Regions from separate parts of the Oryctolagus cuniculus genome. Here region 2 is linked to region 1. The links are chromatin contacts, called in public Micro-C maps. All regions are on one chromosome and are shown on one strand. The core of a region is the stretch at or near the end of the contact, and the rest is flanking DNA. Distances in the headings are between cores, read along the strand shown. Region 1 holds the start of SLC25A51 (solute carrier family 25 member 51). Region 2 holds the start of SHB (SH2 domain containing adaptor protein B).

The links. Hi-C and Micro-C count contacts between places; a contact is called where the count stands out from the background.
Region 2: a contact with region 1 is called in a Micro-C map of ear pinna, with 3 times the contacts expected there. The contact joins the promoter of SHB here to the promoter of SLC25A51 in region 1. A contact is called at or near these places in 2 of 6 Hi-C or Micro-C datasets (ear pinna and an unstated tissue).

Annotation. Positions count from the first base shown.
Region 1 is chr1:200,723,461-200,726,698 of mOryCun1.1, forward strand. It overlaps SLC25A51 (solute carrier family 25 member 51), which reads right to left and starts at 1,724. Exons shown (of 4, transcript XM_051843849.2): 1 at 1,704-1,724.
Region 2 is chr1:200,855,185-200,858,335 of mOryCun1.1, forward strand. SHB (SH2 domain containing adaptor protein B) reads right to left here and starts at 1,695. Exons shown (of 6, transcript XM_002707961.5): 1 at 335-1,695. The coding sequence starts at 1,063. All of the region lies in intron 1 of LOC108178823 (a long non-coding RNA gene), which reads left to right.

The DNA.
Region 1 (3,238 bases), core at 474-2,973:
CGGGTGGGCCTGAAGACCCGCTGGGCAGAGCGTACACACAGCTGGTGCGCCGCCACGCTCGCCCCGGAAAGCCCTGCACAGCCCGCGTTCTCGGGGCGTCTCTTCCCCGGTCGGTGACAAGGCGGCAGCAGGTCGCAGCCGATCCCTAGCACCAACGCCCCTTCGGTCTCCGACGGTCCGGAGCCAGGAGTCCCCGGGGACGCAGGCCGGACGCCCGGGCAGGCGGACTCCGCGAGGAGCCTGCCCCTCCCCGCCCGGGCGGTTCTCGGGGCGCGCCCGGACGGTTCTCGGGGCGCGCCCCAAAGAACGCTCAGCCTCCTCCGCCGGAGACGCCGCCCTGCATCCCGGAGGCCCACAGGCCAGCCCGCGCGCGCCGACCCGGGCGGGGCCTGCAGCCGCCGGGCCTGGGGAGCCGCTGGGGCGCAGCGCGCGCGCGGAGGACCCGCTGGCCGCCTCGGAGGGCGGCCGCCCTCGCCTTGCCCCCGGAGGCCGAGGGGAGCTCCGCGCTTCCTCACGCTCGGCCCCGCACTCACCCATCGCCGCAGGCGCTCAGGCCCCAAGCCCCGCAGCCGCCCGCCCGCAGGACCGCGAGCGAGCCGGCGAGCCTGCCGCACGCGCGCATGCGCAGACCTCAGCCACCCCCCCCCGGCAGTGGGGCGGGGCGCGCTCGGCGCCCTTCGGGTCACGTGACAAACGCCGCCCCCCGCCGCCTCCCGGAGCCCGCGGGTGGCAGGAAGACGCAGGCCTCCTCGGGTCGCTGTCTACTGCACCGGGCCAGGTAGAGGGTCGCAGCGTCAGGCTCCGGGGGCCCGCTAACTACCACACGGGATCCTGGATGCCGTACGGTGGCCTCAGCGTGCCAGAAACAGCTAGCGCGTTCTCTAGCGCCCTGCCCGCGGAGTCGCGGCGCGTGCGCCGACCGCCGCAGAATGCCCGGGTTGGCTCCTCCGAGGTGTCTGGGGTCTGGGCTCGGGGATCCCGGACCTTTGGCTACGCGCGCCCTAGGACACACCGATCCCTTCTAAACCCTTTTCCCTTTGAACTTGAGGCAACTCGCGCGGTGTTGGAAGGAGCAGTGCACCTGGCATTAGGAAGCCTGGGTCAGAGCCCCAGTCCTGACGCTTCCAGGAGTGGCTGTGGGCAGGCTACCGGTCCCCGAGCTCTACATCCATGCGTGGCCCGTGTCCCCTAGCCCTGCTCAGTGGCTCTCCGTGTCGTTTGCAAACCGGAATGCGCGCAGCAGCTGTGGGCAGCCATGCAGGAAGCTCACCGGATTGAGACCAGGCCCGGGGGGTAACTTCCCCTGCCGGGAACGGCTTGGGGGCTGCCGCCTCCCCCAGGAGCGTTCCGCCCGGGGGGCTGCCCAGACAGCCTGAATCCCGGCCAGCGCACGCTACCAAGGGACCTACCGAGGGCCAGGCGCAGTCCCGGTCCCGTGGAGGCTCCGAAGACCCCAGACAGAAAACCCAGAAGCACGAGGGGCTTTTCCACTTGGGAGAAAAGTAGAGGTGGCTTCAAAGAGGAGGAGGAGGAGCACGCAGAGGAAGCCCCCGCCCGAGCAGGTGGAGGGCAGGTGGCTGGGTGGATTTTGGGAATTTGGACTGTCCGAGGCAGACACCTGGCGCCTAATTAGTGCTCAAGGGAGAGAGTGTGTCCTCTACAAGACGACGCCAGGGCCACACAGCGGAGGAGAGGGCATTTACCATTCTGAAGAGCGTGTTTGCCTGTCTCGTGCGAATCCCCAGTCACAGGCATTGTCTGAAACATAAATAGGCCGGCAGGCGGCAGGTCACATCCTCCGGGCCACGTGTGCACCTGTCGCTCCCCAGCTCGACAACCCTCCGCTTGGCTCGCTGCCCTGTGTCGCTGTTCCCCTGCCAGCCCGTCCAGCAGCCCGGAGCAGTCTCCCAATGTTTTGCACATCTTTGTATTCCTTAATTCTGTTTTCCCCTTTCCCATCCAGTCTTCGCTTTCCTGGTCCTACTGCTACGTCCTCCTAGAAGTCTTCCCTGATCTCCGCCGGCAAAATTGGCCGCTCTTGTCTCCGCCTTCCGGCGGCACGACTTGTGCGGCTCTCCCGACAGCCTGCCTTATGTTATAATCGCTCAGGAAGGTGTCTTTCCCACTGGCTGCTCCCGGAAGGGGGTGCTGTCTGACCGCTCCCTGGCTCTCCAATTCAGGGCTTGCCCCCGAAAAGAGGTCCCTGGGAGATGTTTGCTTAAATGGAACGGCTGTGCAGTGCAGCGCTGTTGAAAGCAGGGCTGTGGATTCTCGGGGAGGCGGGGAGAACAGGTTCCCATCTGGCTGGTCGCTCCTCAAAGGCTGGCCATGGCCGAGGCGCTCGCAGTCTGAGCCAGGAACCGGAGCTCAGCCCAGGTCTTCCTCCCTGGGGGGCGGGAACCCTCCCGGAAAGAGCACTAGCGGGAAGCTGGGATTGGGAGCTGGGTGGGGACTGAACTGAGGTGGGCGTCTTAAGGTCTGTTTGTGCAGGCACTCTCTGCTCCCCACCGCCCACAAAGCTTTCTAGAAAGTTATCTGGCGCCCTCAGCCTCCACGGGCCTTTAACGCCCACGAGAACAGCCGTGTGCACGCTGCCAGGCAACCTCAGCTACTGCGAGATGGCTCTGCCAGGGAGAGGTCACCCGTGGTCACCCCAACGAGGGGTCAGTGCCCTCTCTCTGGCTCGCCCTTCCCGGGCCTCCGCAATCCCCTACGCATTTCTGCGTCACACCCCCGGTTCCCTCCCGGGCCAGCACTGCTGCTGTGCTGTGGCTGTGGCTGTGGGTTTCCTTTCGTGAGCTTGCTTGCACGCTTTGGCGCACGCCCCCGCACGCTGCACAGTCTGTCCTCTGTGCTGGGAGGCCTGCTTGCTTCCTGATCACGTCCTGTTGGCCCTCGGGTGCTCGGCTCCAGCGGAGGCCCCTCGTCACTGCTGACCTCACTGGCCCACGCTGCGGAGCCCCCCGCCCCCAGGACCTGGACTTGTGCCCTGTGCCGGGGCTGCTCTGTGCCCTCCAGGACTGCCTCCCTTTCTCCTGGGCTCATTTGCAAAACTGTTTTGATCTGGCAACTACCCTGCCTCTGGAGACCAGGGCCTTTCACACAGTTGGTGGGAAAACAGAATTCAAATATAAACGTATTTTCTGCAAAAACGGAAATCATCCGGTTTTTTTTTTTTTCAGACATTTTCCAAGAATTCTTTGAAAGCCACCTGTATGTAACACGCATAACTGAGGTC
Region 2 (3,151 bases), core at 445-2,944, 130 kb after region 1:
CCCGGGCTCGGAAATCTAGCCCGGGAGTGGAGTGGGCAGCGCCGGGGGGGTTAGAGAGACTGACGTCACAGGTTTACAGACGGCCGGTCCGCGTGTGCCACCAAGCCTGCCGAGTGACAACGGGCGAGGGCTTGGCCAGCCCCAGACCCAAGGCAGATGGGTGCGGAGTGGGGCAGGGGCGTGCCTCGGGCTGTGGGTTCAGAGAGGGGCGCTCAGGGGCAGCAGGCGGATACCGAGCTAGGAGAGTGCCGAGGCGCGCTGCGCGGCAGCCCTGGCCGCGGCTCCCAGCCCGACGTGGGCTGTGGATTCGGCTTCCCCACGCGCGGCGCCCTACCTTGTCCTTCTTGCCGGCCCCGCTCTCCTCGGCGGCCGCGGCGGCACACTTGTTGAGCAGCTTCTTGCCTCCGCAGGCCGTCGGGCTCCAGGTGCGGCCGCCGGAGCAGGCGCCCCCCGCAGGGTCCCCCGCGCTGCCGCCGCCGCCACCCGCGGCGCTCTCCACTTTGATGAGGCGGTGCTTGGGGGAGATGTAGCGCACCTCGGCCGGCGTGGCGGGCCGCCGCTCGCTGCTGCTGCGGTAGAGGTGCGGGGAGCCCGAGGACGACGACGAGGACGCCGCGGCGCCGGCGCCCGAGGAGGCGCAGCAGCAGCCGGCGGCGCCCGACGCGGACGAGGCGGAGAAGGCGCGCTGGCCCCCGCCCGGCTCCCCGCCGCCGCCGCCGCAGTAGTCCAGGCGGCACATGGCGCGCAGTTTGCGCAGCGACGAGCCCGGCCCGTTGTAGGGGTCCTCGAAGTCGCGCTCCTTCTGCGCGCGGTAGGCGCGAATGAGGTCGCTCGTGCTGCCGCTGTCGTCGGGCAGCGAGCCCGACGAGGCCGAGAAGCAGGAGGCGGCGGCCGGACCACAGGACGCTGAGGCGGCCGAGGCGGCCTGCGGCACGGCCTGGGGGGGCTGCGAGGGCCGCTCGCCTCGGCGCCGCTGCTCGCGGTAGTCCGGCCGCGGCGGCTGCGGCGGGCTCTTGGTCTTGCTGTTGCCCAAGCTGAAGTACTTGTTCAGCCACTTGGCCATGGCGAGAGGCCGCCTAGGGCCGCGGCGCGGGAGCCTGGTCCGCCGCCGCGGCCATTCGGGGGGCAGCGCTGCCGCCCAGGTCCCTCGGCGCCCCGGCCCCGGCGAGGGGCGTCCGGGGCGCCCGCTCCCGACGCCAAGTTCAAGTTCTCGCCGCCGCTGCTGCTGCCGCCGCCGCCGCCGCCGCCGCCTGCCGGCAGCTCTGGAGCTCCGGCAGCTGCAGCGCCGCCCTCCGCCTCCGCCGCGCGACTCCCGGGCTTCGGATCCCGCGCCCCTCGCGGGCGCGTCTCATGGGGGTCCCGGCCCGCCGCCTCGCCGAGAGCAGAAGGCCCGGCGCCTCCCGCCGCGGCCGCTCCGGCCGTGCGCCCCGCCGCGGCGCGCGCTCCTGTCCCGTCCGAGACGCAGCCTCCGCCGCGGCCGGGATCCGCTGCTGCTGCTGCTGCTGCTGAGGGAACTTGGCGTCCTCGGCCCCCGCTTCCTTCTTCCCGAGAGCGCCGGGGCGAGCCCGGCCCCGCAGCCCGCGGGAGAGCGAGCCACGCAGGGAGGCAGCGGCGCCCGCGCGCCCGTGCCCCCGTGCCCGTCTCGGCGGCGCCTGCCGCTGCCGCCGCCGCCGCCGCCTCCCGAGCCGCCGCGTGTGTGACACTCGGGCCGCCAGCGCCCGCCCCGCGCCGCCGCCCCGCCCTCCCCGGGCCCGCGCGCGCGCCCCGCCCCCAGCCCGCCCCCGCAGGCCCGGCCCTCCAGCCCCGCGGCCCAAGCGCCGCCCTCGGCTCGCCCGGGTCCCCTTCTGCACGCGCCACCTCCCGCGGCTGCCCCGGCGCCAGCCCCTGGGTCGTGCCCGAAAGCGCTGGGGTCCCGCGGCGCCACCGCCTCCGCCTCCGCCTCGGGCGAGAGGTACCCGGGGCCGAGCCTGCAGCGCGCAGAGGCCGAGCCAGTGCGCGGTCCCCCGGGACTGGAGCGCCGTGCACCCCGGGGGTCCCCACCGTCGGGGCCGGGTGGCGGGGGTGGACGAACCAGGGCTTTGGCTAGTTCACAGTGTGGTCGGTGCGGAGGAAATGCGCTGTGGAGGGCCCTTGGGGACAGCGAGCCTGTCGCCCTTCTTAAAGGCACAGCGACTCCGGTTCAGCCCCCGTGTGCCGGGTCTTGGGAGAAATCCATGCTAATGGGTAAATTAGCGACCCAGATGACGGATGCGGCCGGGATAGGCGGCGGCCGCCGCGCCGTGCGCCAATCGGAGAGCGAGGCTAAGGGGCGGTCGGAATGTTTGCTTACCTTTTCACCTCTGCGGAAGTCGGGCCTTTAACCCTGCTCACTGCCAGCCTGGCACAGCGGGCTGGAAGCGTCTAATACGTTGGTAGGCGGTGGCGAGGCTCCGTGTCATCCCCCTGGAGCCTTGGAGGCCCAGAGGAAGGTCACAGGGGTGGCTGGGGCTCCCATTCTCAAGCGTGCTGGCGCCATCCGATACCATTCCCACCCGTCTCTCTTCTGCGACTTCGAAGCATGCTTTGATGGTTAGCCAGAACGAGGGTAGAGCTTGCTCAGGGTGCCCCTTTGAAACGCCGGGGCCGCCCGTGGCAGGCCCCATGCCCGTGCTGCTGAGAGATACCGCTGCCAAGGGCCCGGTGCTACTTGATTTTCACTGGGCAAGCATCAGAATATGACTTAACCCTAACGTGTTGAGAAATTCTAAGAATGTGGATTTCCAAAACAATAGCCCAGAGAGAGCCTCTGTGTTTACCACCTGTGTATCACAGATGGGCTCTGGGGGAGCTGATGTGCCCTTTGCCCTATAGGAACAGTAGGAGCTGACATGGCGGACAGCAAGGTGAGGAGCTCTTTCCTTAGGGACTGTCTGCTGGCCACGCTGGAGGTGGAAGACAAACTCTGAGGCCCCATCTCTCTCAGAGCTCTTCCCTCTTCCTCTCTCTGTGGCCCCGGACTCAGGCCTGCAGCCCCAGGGAAGGAGTGGCAGAAGCAGCTCCAACTCGGGCCTCTTGGGGCTACTGTGCTGTGACCACTCAGGCACCCTTGAAGCAGGGACTGACTGCCGTTCCCTCTTTGGCCAGACAGGGCCAGCATCTTCCCCGCGCAATT